Regions from separate parts of the Mus musculus genome. Here region 2 is linked to region 1. A link is a contact called in public HiChIP or PLAC-seq data. All regions are on one chromosome and are shown on one strand. The core of a region is the stretch at or near the end of the contact, and the rest is flanking DNA. Distances in the headings are between cores, read along the strand shown. Region 1 overlaps Gm11639. Region 2 holds the start of Itgb3 (integrin beta 3).

The links. HiChIP or PLAC-seq counts read pairs in DNA pulled down with a chosen protein or histone mark.
Region 2: a contact with region 1 is called in an HNF4G HiChIP or PLAC-seq map of pancreatic cancer cells. The contact joins the promoter of Itgb3 here to the enhancer-like site in region 1. A contact is called at or near these places in 3 of 39 promoter capture datasets (cranial neural crest, hippocampal neurons and maxillary cranial neural crest), 1 of 15 datasets of contacts at CTCF or cohesin (pro-B cells), 1 of 484 Hi-C or Micro-C datasets (embryonic stem cells), 6 of 115 datasets of contacts at active chromatin or transcription factors (bone marrow-derived macrophages, embryonic limb bud, embryonic stem cells and 2 more) and 1 of 9 other capture datasets (embryonic stem cells).

What each region holds. Positions count from the first base shown.
Region 1 is chr11:104,948,348-104,955,445 of GRCm38.p6, forward strand. It overlaps Gm11639, which reads left to right. Exons shown (of 108, transcript XM_017314877.1): 81 at 1,853-1,906; 82 at 2,895-2,999. Among named protein-coding and RNA genes, the nearest start is that of Gm25362, 130 kb to the right of the region's middle. Within about 2 kb of position 4,269, at least 10 of the 459 cell types and tissues checked have an H3K27ac peak or open chromatin away from gene starts, as enhancers often do. A contact at or near this core is called in pancreatic cancer cells, where this site is marked.
Region 2 is chr11:104,605,317-104,612,414 of GRCm38.p6, forward strand. Itgb3 (integrin beta 3) reads left to right here and starts at 2,684. Exons shown (of 15, transcript NM_016780.2): 1 at 2,684-2,848. The coding sequence starts at 2,773.

The sequences.
Region 1 (7,098 bases), core at 3,019-5,518:
AATGGCAAATAAATTCTATATGGATTTTAAAGAGGACATACGTTCAAATAATAGTACCATAGTTTACTTCAAAGAACCCGTGTCAGTGTGTGTGTGTGTGTGTGTGTGTGTGTGTGTGTGTAACCATTTTCCTAAGTAGAAGGAAGAACCCAAGAAGAGCTGCCAAATAGGAGGCACTATTCTGTATCATTGATCAAAGCCACTGATTTCATTTTAGCATATGAGCATCCAATTCCTATTTAAAAAACAAAACGTTAACCTTTGGTTTATGAGATTTTTGCCCTCACGAGTACCATATAGAATAAAAAGCCTTCCACATTTTGACTGTGATCTCAAACTCGGGATGGACTGCATCCAAGTCATTTTCCCTCTCAATACAGACAAATTTGAGGCACTATAAGCCAGTTATGACATCATTGAAATTTTTAAAGACTTTAATATTTTAAGTGACAAGAAGTTGGGTGAATGGTTTATGGAGTGTTCTTTTGAGTGTGTGTGTACATTGTAGCATGGTAGCATCCAGCTAATTAACTTATGTGTAACTTCATTTTTTTGTAAAGCATACATGTAAACTCTACTCTTAATAAATGTTCAAAAATACAATGCACCTATATTAACTGTTGTACAACAGATCTTTTGACCATTCCTTCTATCTAGCTGAATTTTTTTTATCCTTTGACCAATGTCTCCCCAACTTCATCCCTAGTCCAGGCCCTGTTAGCCAGCATACTTCTTATTTCTCAAAGTTCAGCTGTCTTACACCCCATGTGTATGTAAAACCTTTCAGTGTTTTTCTTTCTGTGCTTGACTCTTTGTTTTCTCCTTCCCTCCCAATGTGCATACCTCTAGTTCATTTTTCTTGTCTGCTCTCATGACTACATCAGTACTACTTTGACTAGAAGTGATAAAAGTGTATGTAGGTATCTTACGATAAATCTTGGTGGAAAAGCTTTCATTTCTCCATTGGTTGCAATATTAAATTGTGAGATGTTCAGGAATGTTGAGTATACTAAAGATCATGGAGTCTTTTTCTTCTTCTATCCATTTTGTTAGTCTGTCTATTGATAGAAGAATTTGGCAGTTATCTTTCTACTAGAGCAACAAAATACCCAGTACAATTTTTTTATGAAATAGATGTCTGTATGGCTTAAGAGATTCAGAGTCTGATATTGACTTAGCATCACCTCTTGTCTGTATCACCACTTGGGACATGTGGTAAAGGTGGCTTTGTGTGTGGAAACAAACAACTAATTGTATCTTGAGCTAGGAGCAGAGAGAAGGGATGGCGCTGAATCCAGGCTTTTAGACAATCTACTAATGCACACTACCAGTGAGTCTCAAGAGAGCAACGCTCTGAGGCCATACCTCAGAGGACTCTGGTATCTGTGCTAGTAACGGGGTGGCGGGGGTGGCGGGGGGGGGGCTGATTGTCATTTTCCCACCGAGCTCCACACTAATTACTCCTAGGGAGCTAATGACATTCAAAACGCTTTCTCCCTTTCCCTGTACATCCAGCCTGAGGTCACATGCCCCACAGGATCTCTACCACACCTTTGCTCTACACCAGGACTCCCCTTTAGTAAACAGTCAAAAATGTAGTTTAGGTCCTTTTTGAAGAAGACTCGGGAAACAGCACTATAAGCCTCTCAAGTCAATCACCTTGCTGGTGTCACCTGGAACCTTCCTTTTTGGAATCTTGTTAAGGGAGTTATGACAAAGTGTTAACCTAGAAAGTACGTTCAGTAGCAGTTTCTGAAGTATCTGGAAAATGGGTATGGTGCCCAAACAATGGTAATGCAGAGAGTCCCACAGTCTCTGTTACATCGTAATGTCTTTTAATCTTCTCCTATAGTTGATGAGAAAATTTCGCTACAAACACTGATGCAAAAACTGAAAGATTATACAGGTGAGTGGGAAGGTTATAAAGTTAGGGTTGGGCTATCCTCAATAATGCTTCATATTCGGTAATATTTCTCAATACCTGATGCCTGACTTATAAATTCTGGTATTTTTATAACTTGTTGACAATATTGGACTCTACAGCTACATGTTTTAAAATTTTCCATAGTTTTGGAATGGGATTCTGTAATCTGTTGTTGCTCATGATGTTATAATTTGCTTCAATGGCACTTTGAAAACCCAGTAGAGAAAGGTACACTGAACCTGAGTCAAGTCTTCAAATAGTCAAGTCAATGCCCTCGTCATATCCATTGTAATTCTCTTTTAAAAATCAAAATGTTTTTTCCCTAAGAATAGTATCTCATAGCTCTAATCCAGCATTCTGGAGACTGAGGCAGGACTGAGTTCCAAGCCAGTCTCAGCTATACAACTTTGAGGCTGGTATTAAACACAAAGGGACTCTGTCTCAAAAGTAAAGAAGCAAATAAATAAGTCTAGAAATTATTTTTGAAGAAAATTTTATGTAAGTATTTTGTTATAAATTAAATTAGGCCTGTGAGGTGGCTCAGTAGGTAAAGGTGCATGCTGCCGGGCAGGATGAAGCCTTCAGGTCCTCGGGTCAACATGGTGGAAAGAAAAAATCAACTCCTCCAAGTTATCCTTTGTCCTCCACGCCTGCACCACGACAGATACCATACACACATGTGCACACGCGCACACACACACACACACACACACACACACACACACACACTAAAAAATAAATGTAACAAATTAACTTTATCAGATTTTACTCACTGTCAAAGTAGCTTATTTGTATTATGAGATATAAACTTCGCCTAACAAGTTTATGGTCGCAATAGTTTTTAAATGATTTCTTTTCACTTTCATCTTTGACCTGAAAATGGGGATACTTTTAATGATAAGGAAACTCTTTTTGGTAGCCATGATGAGCATAGTCTGAACTGTGGTCCTTAGCCAGTCTCCTTTGACAGGGGAGAAGATTGAGGCCAGTGATGTACCGAGTGTCCTGGAGAACCTTGGTATCGAGCTCACAGACAAGGAGTTGGAGGAACTGATGAAAACGTTGCCCTTCAACGGTAAGTCCATGGAAGCTTCTTGTGAGGTTGAATTTCGTTCATCAAAATTTCATTTTTAATTGTTGCAAAGAATTAAAGAATGATTTTAAAGACTAGAAATATATATATGAAAACTATCAGTGTCAGTGTTTAAGAAACCAGGCAGCCCTTGATACATGTTTTCTGTTCCTGTGTCCATACCACTAAGGAGCTCACATGATTAAAAAAAAATGGAAGAAACTAAAAATAACATCAGAATTTTTAAAAAGCAAAGGTACATTTACCTATTGACATAATAGACTTATTAGACATATTTAGCATATTGAGAAAGATCGTTGATTTCATTGTTAAAGGTGAAAAGTTCTGGTAGAATATTGTTAAACTCTACTGAGAATAACTCATATGCTAAATAATTAATCCAGAGAAAGGCGTGATGGAGCTAGAGAGCTAGCACAGTGATTAAAAACACAGCTTAGTTCCCAGCATGCACATGGTAGATCAAAACTCTCTGTAACTTCTGTTTTAAAGGACTTAACATCGTCTTCTGACCTCTTCAGACACCAGGCATGCAGATGGTGAAGAGACATTTGAGTAGACAGAACACCCACACATACATAATAACTAGTGCATGATCTGATGGTGTTCTCTGTGGTTACAGATCTGTACTGATCACAATTGTTATTTTGAGAGTAATTCTGTTATCCCCACATAGAACCACCACACTCAGTGCCAGTCATTCCTCATCCCTAATTCTTCTACACCACTAGGACAGCCACTAACCCATCTTCATCAATCTGCCTACTGCAAGCAGTTCCTATAAATGGCATTGCATAGTGTCTTATTATGTACCAATACTTCGTTACTGAATAGTCTGAAATAATAGAAATATCATATTTTATTTATTATATGTTCATTGGTAAATGAGTATTTAATTATTTCCAATTTTGGGCAAGTATGGATAGTCCTGCAAGTATCCACATACAAGTTTTTGTGTTGATGTATGTTTTAACTTTTCTAGTATATTTATAGAAGCAAAATTTCTGGGCCATATAGTAACTTTTTATTTAATGGTTAAAGAAAGCCAGTCCAGGGGCTGAAGAAATGACTTAGTAGTTAAAACTTCTCTTTGAAAAAAACCAGAGTTCTGTTCTCAGCATCCACATCATGTATGTAACCATGGCGTTTTCCACCCACACCCTAGTTCCCAAACAATGACTCAGGGGCTTACTATTTATTAACAATACTTGTGGCCTTTTGCTAGGCTTGTTCCCTGACTTGCTCCTAACTTATTTAACCCATTTAAACGATTCTATGTCTGCCACATGGTGGTTACCTCTCCTCAGTTTCATACGAGTCTGGGTGACAAATTCCCCACCTCTGACTATTTCCCATCGTTGCAATCTCCCTACCAGAACTCCCACCTTGTAGTTTCTGCCTTTTGCTAATAGGAACATCAGCTTTTTATTGACAGATGATGTTTCCACATAATCCACAAGCGATTATCCCTATAATGTAATCCAAACCATGTGTAACTCATCTCCAAGGGATCTGATTCCTTCTTATCTGCAGAGAGAGAGAGAGAGAGAGAGAGAGAGAGAGAGAGAGAGAGAGAGAGAGAGAGAGACAGAGACAGAGAGACAGAGAGACAGAGACAGAGAGAGACACAGAGAGACACAGAGAGAGAGAGAAATAAAATAAATCTTTTTTTTAAAGAAAGCCAGATTATCTTCCAAAGTGACTGCACTGAGTATAAATATTGTAGTAATTTTAGGGGGTGGGTTCTGCCCCACTCTATCCCATTTAGCTCCTGAGTAAACAACAGTGAGACATCAGATGTGATTAACAAGCTGAAGGCATGGTAGTGGTCAGGTAGGTTCTGAACCATTCTAACCTGACTAGGCCATCAATAACCAGATAAATGCCCTGTCACTTGCCAATTGAGTCTTCTCTGTTCCATGTGTGTCCTCGAGGTTAGCTTCTCTTGACCACATGCTCACAGTCCCTCCTGCCTCAAAACAGCCTCCTTCTTCTCTTCTCTTTTCTTCTTCTCTCTCCACTCTCCCTCATGGTCATTCCTGAGACAACCCACTCAATTATAAGTACTGCCTTCCTATCCTCTTTGCCAAGCTATAGACTCCAGTCTTTTAGTCATCAATCAAAGATTATTGGGGAGCATTCTTTATAGCATATTGGTCAATACAATGCCTATGTCCAAACTGCAACCCAATTTTGAGGCACAGAGCCCAGCATCTAAATATGCACTGCACAAGACCAACACCAACATCTCCCCTTTTTAGTCCAATAAAAATCTTTCTCTTACAATAATAAACTGTATATAGTAAGAACAATTATGAAAACCATCATGTAAGAGTTGTATTCACAGTATCTAGTCCATTTATAAATGGCAACTTAGGAGAAAGTACTCTATTATCTAGTCTATCTGGCTGAGTTCAGAAGTTTTGCACCTAAATCAGTTTCTATCATAACTTGTATTATCAATCTAAAAACATCTTCTTATACCCAAAAACATGTTCTTAAGTCCAAAACTTAAGCTTTTATTGTGAGACTACAACTATCTAGTCTTTAACCCCATCAGAAACTTGAGGAGGATAAATATTACCTGAGTAAGCAGGAAGTGCAGAGCTAGCAACTTCCAAAACTATAAAAGTGACAGAGTCATTGGCTGCCTGAGAAGTCCTCCCAAATTGTTCAATAACATTGGAACCTCTATCTTCAGCCTTCTGGCCCAGAATATTTAATAGACTTTTTTGAGAAACAGGAATTTTGAAGGGCTTGCCTACCTTGTCCTTGCAAAGCTTAACAGTCTACTTCCCTGCATCTCAATTCTTGTCCAGTTTGGACAGCATACCATCAGCAGTTGAAGCAAACAAGGACAGTTTCTTACCCAGTGACAGCTTGCCACATCTGAAACAAACTCTACACGGAGGCTCTTCAATGCTCATCATCTATTTTGAACTAGAAAGGTGCTACTACCAGGATCTGACATAATTCAATGTCAAAAAATCTGTTTATTAACAAAACATCCCAAATGTCATGTTATGTGGATCTCTGAGGTTTTTTAAGACAGTCTATTTATCTATAGTATATCTGAATAGGCAAACGTTGTTTATGTCTAGCTATTTACTATCTGTTTAGCCTAGGAAACATATTTCTGTAATTAACTAAACTAGTATCTAGCATGGCCATGAGTGTGATTAACTGACTACTAACTTGTATTACTTAATTATCCTAAACAGTTCGCAATAAAAGCTTTCAAAAAGACTAGAACTTAACATCTCATTTTAAATAATCAAATAGGTGCATTCCTTAAACAAGAGTTGAAACATAAATGGTATGTTTTAACAAAATATAACATTAATCTGTATCAATATACAAAGTCCATACCAAATGTGAAATATTTGATTTGTTAATGTTCTTTGGTCTAGAAGTAGATTCAATAATCTACCCTTTCTTATCATTCCTGTTTCACGGTTTTTTCTTTTCATCTTTTCTCTCCCCTTTTTCCTTTTATCCCTTATCCCACCCACTACATAAGGAAGAAAGAAGAATAGAAGAAAACAAAAGAGAGCAATCTCCGAATTTAACCTCCTATGCCTTGTTTCCTCCTTGACTGTGACCATTTAACAACTTTCAGCCAACCCCTCTTTTAATGATGATAAACTCATTAGGTGACCAAAAACCAATCAACCCAACTTTTAGGAAATGGGGCATCGTTCTCTTGAAATTTCTTCCTGCTGTTTTGGGGGTGACAAGAAAATTGGAATATAGGCCAGTCTTAAGAAAGCTAGCTGTAATGTTTGCTGTCCAGTCTCTGTGTGCTGTAAAAGTACAGGCTTATTGGAAGGCCTGACTTTCCAGTATTAAAGGTTGGACCAATTGGGGTCAGCAGCTTTTTCATGAATCAGCTAATAAGGGCCCTGTGAGGTTGGATCGAGCAGGATGCCACAAAAAATATATATCTCAGCATCTCAGCATCCTTTTTCAGCATCCTTAAAGATACATCTTGTCAAACTATATTCCTTCCATTGGTGTCTGGTCCTTTTCTTCTGTAAACATATAAACTCTCATAAGCAATATACATTTCTACAATAATAAGTGT
Region 2 (7,098 bases), core at 1,434-3,933, 340 kb before region 1:
ACTAGGAGATGGCTCACAGGGCAGAAGTGTTAGTTAAGCAAACTTGATGATCTGAGTTCCATTCCTGGATCCTATGCTGTCCTCCACCTCCATGTGTACCATGGCATGCATATAGTTGCATATACCACACATATACTACACACACACACCACTACACACACACACACACACACACACACCACACACACAAACACCACACCACACACATATACACACACACACACACACACACACACACACACACCACACCACACACACAGGGCACACATACACATACCACACATACACTCCCCACCTCACACACACACACCACACACACAGGACACACATACACACACCACACACACAGGACACACACACACACCACATGTATACCCCACACACCACATCTCACACACACACACCACACTCACACACACACACACTCTACAAATTAACTTTAAAAAAACAGGGACATAGAAAGGGGTGGAGGGAAACTTGTGACAATTTATAAAGCCATTTATAAGAAATATCATCAAAAACACAGTGAAATAGCCAGAAGTTCAGCAAATTTGTTTAAGGAGAGTTGTAAGAGTTGCTAAACTTAAAAATATCATCGATTAACTTTGTGTGCATCGATGCTTTGCCTGCACATGTCTGTATAAGGATATCCGATCCCCTGGAACTGGAGTTGCAGATGGTTGTGAGCTGCCATGAGGGTGACTCGAACCTGGGTCCTCCAGAACAGCAGACAGTACTTTTAAACACTGAACCATTCCTCCAGGTCCAGGAGTTGCTAAACGTAAAGTTTAGCACGACGAAGGGAGATGATTCTAGACTGAAACTCAGAACTAGAGAACAGAGTGAAGAGTAGCAGAAGTGGTAGACAGATGGGTGAATCTCTTGCTCTCCTGATTTAAGAGATGAATAACCATTTAAAATAAAAAGCCTAAATTGTGTTTTTAAATTACTGTTTTGTGTGTATATGTATATAAGTGTGTGATATGTGTGTGTGTGTAGTGTAGGCTTATGTATACGGTGGTTGCATGGCTATACCCATGTGTACCCATGCACATACATGTGGAGATCAGAGGATGCTGTATTTTCACAAGATAGGGTCTCTCACTAAGCCTGGAGCTGGGCTAGCTGCCGGGCAGCCTTCTGCCTCACCACTTCCTCCCATTGCACTGGGATTACAGGCCAGCAGATGTCTATGCTCAGATCTGTTTGTGGTTGTTGGGGAATTTGAACCCAGGTCCTCACATTGGTCCAGCAAGCACTCTTGTCCACTGAGACATCTCCCTAGCCTCACTATTACTTTTGGTTTGCTTGGGATACTTTCCTGTTATGTAGCCTAGGGTGTATTCAAACTTGCTATGAGTCACTGTGTAGAGTAATGAAATACCGGGGAAAATACAATTGTGTCCATGAATTTATACAGTTATAAAGTTCATATCTGTGACATGAAATGATATAATATCCTGTTGTGTGAGAAGTCTGAGGAAGAAGGGTACACCTCTGGAGAGGACAAGGCTGGAGGAGGAGGAACATCAGACAAGATGGCGTGGAAGACATGGCATTTGAGATGTTTTGAAAAGTAAGTGGGATTTTCCAAATGGAAAGAGGAAGGAAGGTCAGTCAGATGGAAAGGCATGGGACATTTAGGAGTGACAAAAATCTCTTGGGCTAAGGCTGGGTGATGGATCATGGCTGAGTTCTTTCCACACCCTTCCTCCAGAGTCTGCTCTAGCTCAGGCTGGCTTTGAACTCCCTATGTACTCAAGCACTACCTGGAACTTCTGGTCTTCCTGCCTCCTTAGGCTGGAATTGTAGGCATCACATCCTGTTTCACGTAGTGCTGGGGATGGAGCCCAGTGGTTGCTAGGCAAGTGCTCTGCCGATTGCACCACATCGCCTGCCCTAGTTTTATTTATTTATTTATTTATTTATTTATTTATTTATTTATTTATTTATTTATTTATTTTACAACACTACCCTTCTTGCGTAAGGATGCACAGGCCCAGTCACTTCTTATGACATCCTGATCAGCTTCAGCATTTTGCACCTTTTGCACGTCTAGGGGTTTCCCATCTGGGGAAGACTCAAGGAAACTAGTGCAGGGGATAGGAACAGCAGCAAGTGTTCTCTGAGGAAAATACTATAAAGCTAGTGAATTTGAGTTGGAAGGCAATATGGTGACTGTTCTAAAATGATTCTTAGACACCTGCTACGGGCAAGCAAGCATTTACAGACAGAGGCTCTACTCGGATCCGTCTTTCCTACCACAAGCTGCAGGTGTGGTATTGACAAGAGGCTGCATAGAAAGCATTTGACAGCTGCCTGCCCGTTGAGGAAAAGAATGAAACCAGGAGGAAAGCAAACTGAGCCCGGTGAAGTGAAATAGCAGTGTTGATGTCTCTGCGGAGGTGGGACTAGCAGAGTCCAGGAAGTGACCCAAAGCTTTTTTTTTCTTCTTTTTTTAAACCGAGCACCCAGGCGCAGACACCTGGGACCCAGATGCACACAGGACCCCGGGGGGCGCGGTCTCCTCTAGTGAACGCGGGCAGGTCCTCGTGGGCGGGGGGCTGGGGAAGATTGCAAAGTTTACCCATCACACTCAGCCTCAGGCAGGGTCCAGGCGTGAGCCGGAGGGAGGGAGCGCGAGCACTCCGCCCGCCCCGCTGTGTCCCACCCACCCCGTCCCCTCCCTTCTTCCCTCCCCTCCGCAGGAAAAGCAGCTGCGGGTGCCAGGCTCGCCGTGGCGCGCGCGCGGCGTGAAGGGCGGCGGACAGGATGCGAGCGCAGTGGCCGGGACAACTCTGGGCCGCTCTGCTGGCGCTGGGGGCGCTGGCGGGCGTTGTTGTTGGAGGTGAGCGAGTCGGGTGCGCGAAATGCCGTAGGACCCTGGGAACCCGGAGCTAGGACTGAGAAGCAGAGGTGCGGGGGGCGGATCCTTCTTCCCGTGGCCTCGAGGGCGCATCGCTGGTGGCGGAGATCCTGGCCTGGCCCGGGAAGCAGAGGAAAGATGGAGATCCGCTGGGCCGTCCCGGTGCGCTGGCAGAAGGATGCAGCTCACCTGCTTGGGTGGGTGTGTGCGCTCTGGGTTGCCCCTTTCTCTGGAGTGCGCAGGACAATCTTCTGGCCGCCCCACTCCTTAAGGAGGAGCAGGGATTCGGGCTCCGTCCCTTCTGGGGCCGACCTCTCACCCAACACTCCCTGACTGTGTGCTGGGAGTCAGCACAGAGGTCCTTGGGGCTGACTTTGTCTCTCCTGCGTGTGTCCCACAACATCAGCTGCCTGCATCGTCAGCTTTCAGGCCCACTAACGCTGCAGGGAAGGGGAGTCATCCAGTCCGCAGAGCCTAGGGGAGCGGGAGGGGGTGGTTGCTGGAGGTCAGCTGGAGCAAGTAAAACCCGCAGTTGTGTGTGTGTGTGTGTGTGCACATGTGTGTAATACAGTCTCATATATTTCAGGATACCTCACACTCTGTGTAGTCCAGGGTGACCTTGCACTTCAGATTCCCCTGTGCCTCTACTAAGGAGTGCTAGGACTATAGACATGCACCACCCCTCAGGGTTTATATGCTGCAGGGAGTCGAACCCAGGGTCTCCTCATGGCAGGCAAGCACTTTATTAATTGAGCTACATCTCCAGACCCAGATGGACTATTTGTTAAAGGTAAACTTTATTAAGTTGACTTTGAAGTTAAGTAATCTAAAAAAAGATTTTGGTGGCTGCCTTCCTGACCCTTGTACGGTGGTACAGATGAACATAGACATGGGACAGGGAAAGGGAAAGGGGTTTCAGTAGAGAACTGATATTTGTCTTTTGTGGCAGAAGCTTCCAAGCGAAAGATGAAAACTGTGGTCTTTAGCCTACATTGAACAAGCTTTGTCACCACAGAACAGGAACCAGGCTCTCTAGCATTCTGCCCTGGAGATATTAGAGTCTCTGTCAGCTGCTGGTAGCCGTTGATGGGGAATGGGGAAATCCTCCAGGAAAGCTGATGTTTCTAACAGATAGGCTAACTTTCGTGAATTTAAAACCTTTTAAACATTTCGACTTAATTTTTTAATTGGCATGTCATGACAGGCCCTGCTTCTGTACAGCGTGAAAGTGTCCTCACAGATAACAGATACACTGAACAAAAGATAGCTAGTACTCTTTGTGTTAGGCAATTTCCAGTTCCCCTCAGCTATTTTGAGATTTTACTTAAAACACTTTGTGGTTTGTTTGTATCTATAACTTTCACATTGACTTCTGAGTGTCATCATCACCACCTCAGGATAGAAAGAGATCCTGTTTAAAAAAATAGAAGTGATATTTCTGAAGAGTGACACTCAGGTTGTCTTTTGGTCTCTGCCCAGGGACAATTGTATATGAGCATGCATGTACATGTGCATGCGTGTACACATGGTATACACACCAAACAAACAAACAAACAAACAAACAACGGATCCTTTAGGATATCTGTTCACAGATTTGTTGTGATTGGAATAATCTAGGGAGGCGATGGCTTGTGCCAAGCTAGCCTCAGGCTCCCTCTGAGAGGATGTAGAGTCCTGTTGAGGGGCAGAAGCCTCTAGAGCATCCTGTGCAAGAGGTGTCTGTCATACTCACATGCCATCTCAGTGTTGGTGGCAGAGTTGCAAACATCACTAGGTCCCTGGGGAAGCAGGCAGTGTGGTGACTTTGGGGACACACAGAACAGGGTCGGAGTGAGGTGCCACAGAAGGGCCTTCAGAGTAGGAGGGGTAGGAGATTCTGCTCTGAGGAGACGCTGACTTTCAGTTTCTAACTACAAAAGTAATCCTTTTAGCTTCATCTAAATACTTTGTTGTATTTAAAACAAGGCGTCCTTGTATCGCAGTGGGTATTCTAACCTAATTAGGTCAGCTAGGATGAGGTGCTTGGTTCTCTAGAGTCCGCATTCTGGGAACTGTCCAACTAAAGCTCTCTTCAGGAATCCGCAGGGCCAGGAGAGATGAGGAAAGGCTTTTTGCTGGGGAAGAGGGACAGCTGGGGTTTAAGCAAGCGGGATGTGGGTTTGATTCTTAGCTTTGCCCCTGATTGACCATGCCATCTTGTTAAATTACCTAATATCTTAGTTGGGCTTCCTCACCTGTAAAGTGGAGAAAAATAGTGCCTCTCGTTGGCAGACTAAATGAGACAAAGGCTCAAATGAAGTGTTCCATGCGTGGTGATTGCTGTTGCTATTAAGCTGTCTACTATGGACTGCGGGCCAGAGCTGTTGCTGCTTCGTGCATTGGTGCGGTCCAGGCTCCCAGCTGAGAATTCAGCTCTCACAGCCTCTGAATTCAGCTCATTCCTCTGTGGTAGCTTGGCATATTTCAGCCCTTTGGGTCCTCCAAGAATCTACAGAGAAGACCCAGGAGGAGAGATGTCCACACATTCATTTTTTTTTTTGAGTCTTAACTTTGCATAGAGATGGAGGGCGGTAAAATCCATACATAAGACTTCAGTCTCTACAGGGAGAGCAAAATGTATATTTTGCTCAGCACTGTGCCCAGTGCTTGGCACACAGGCAACAAAAAAATTTATGTAGGGCTTGGTATAAAAAGGCACCTAGAGGTGATGTCTCTTTACTTGGAGAAATATAATATTTACATATTTATAGTCTCGGGTGTTCTACCTGAACAGTGTGTGTGTGAGAGAGAATATATGTTTGTGAGAATGTCTCTCTGTGTGTGAATATATGTGAGAGTGTGTGTCTGTGTGTGTGAGAGTGTGTGTATGTGTGTGAATGTGTATCTCTGTGTGAGAGTGTGTCTGTGTGTGAGAGTGTGTCTCTCTGAGTGTGAATTGTTATGTTTGAGTATATGTGTGTATGTATCTCTGTGTGTGAGTATATGTATGTGAGTGTGTGTGAGTGTACGTATGTATGTAAGTGTATATGAGTGTGTGTCTATGTTTGAATATATGCATGTGAGTATGCATGAGTGTGGATGAGTGTACATGAGTGTGTGAATGAGTGTGTGTCTATGTGTGAGTGTATGTATGTATGTGAGTGTGTGTGTGTGTGTGTTTTGCTGAGAATGGAACCCAGGGTTTTGTGCACAATAAATGTGCTTCACTACTAAACTACAACCCCAATCTTTTGAATCCTTGCACTGATGTCCGTCCTCTGACCAGAGGATGACAGAACACAGGGGTCCTCTGAAGTGTCTCCCTTTTCCCTGTCTTTGGAGGGAATCACTAGAATAATCTTTTCTGTTCTTCCCCTCAAGTTCTTGAGCACGAGGGCAAAGGTGAGACGTGGCATTTGTGGCTTGGAAGAGCATCCAATGGGACAAGGAGGCAGTGCAGCGAGGAGAGGGATCTGAATGGGACTCTAGAATTCCCGACGAAAACTCTTCCTTTGCAGTTCTCCACCCTCCTTGGCTTCTCTGTTTATCATTGCCTCCAGCTGCAGGAATCCTGCCCTTGTTGGCAGAAACAGTCAGGAGGCATGCCCACAGGAACCGCAAGTCATGAATCAGCAGACAGATAATTAACTGGGCAAGGAGTGTGTGTGTGTGTGTGTGTGTGTGTGACTGAGCAGCTTCAGGAATAAACCACTTGGTTTGTCCTTAGCCTCTGTGCTGCCCACAGAGTGGCCTGCTGTATCTCACCATCTCCTCCTCTCCCTTCTCTCCAAGTGGAAAGGGTCATGTGCCTACTGCAAACTCAGGCCACTAGTGGATATGAACCTAAGATCTGGAGATGATGCTGTCTAAGGCTTCTTTTCTTTGGAAACTACCAGAATTTATTAGAACTTGAGACTATGTAGCATAATGATAAGAACTTACCCTTCTCTCTAGGCACACCATGTCCCCAGAAAACTTCCACTTCTTTTAAGGGGCTAGGATTGGGGCCTAGAGATCTGGCTAGCAGTTAAGAGCACTCGATCTTGCAGAGGAGCTGGGTTCAGGTCTCAGAACCCACATAGTTGATTGCCAATTGTCTGTAACTTCAATTTCAGGGGACCTGACACTTTCTTCTGAGCCTTAGGCACTGCATACATAAATACATACATGCAGTCAAAATACTTGGACATATAAAATAAAAAGTATATCTCTTTTAAAAGGAGTGTTGGGCTAGAGAGATGGTTCAGTGCTTA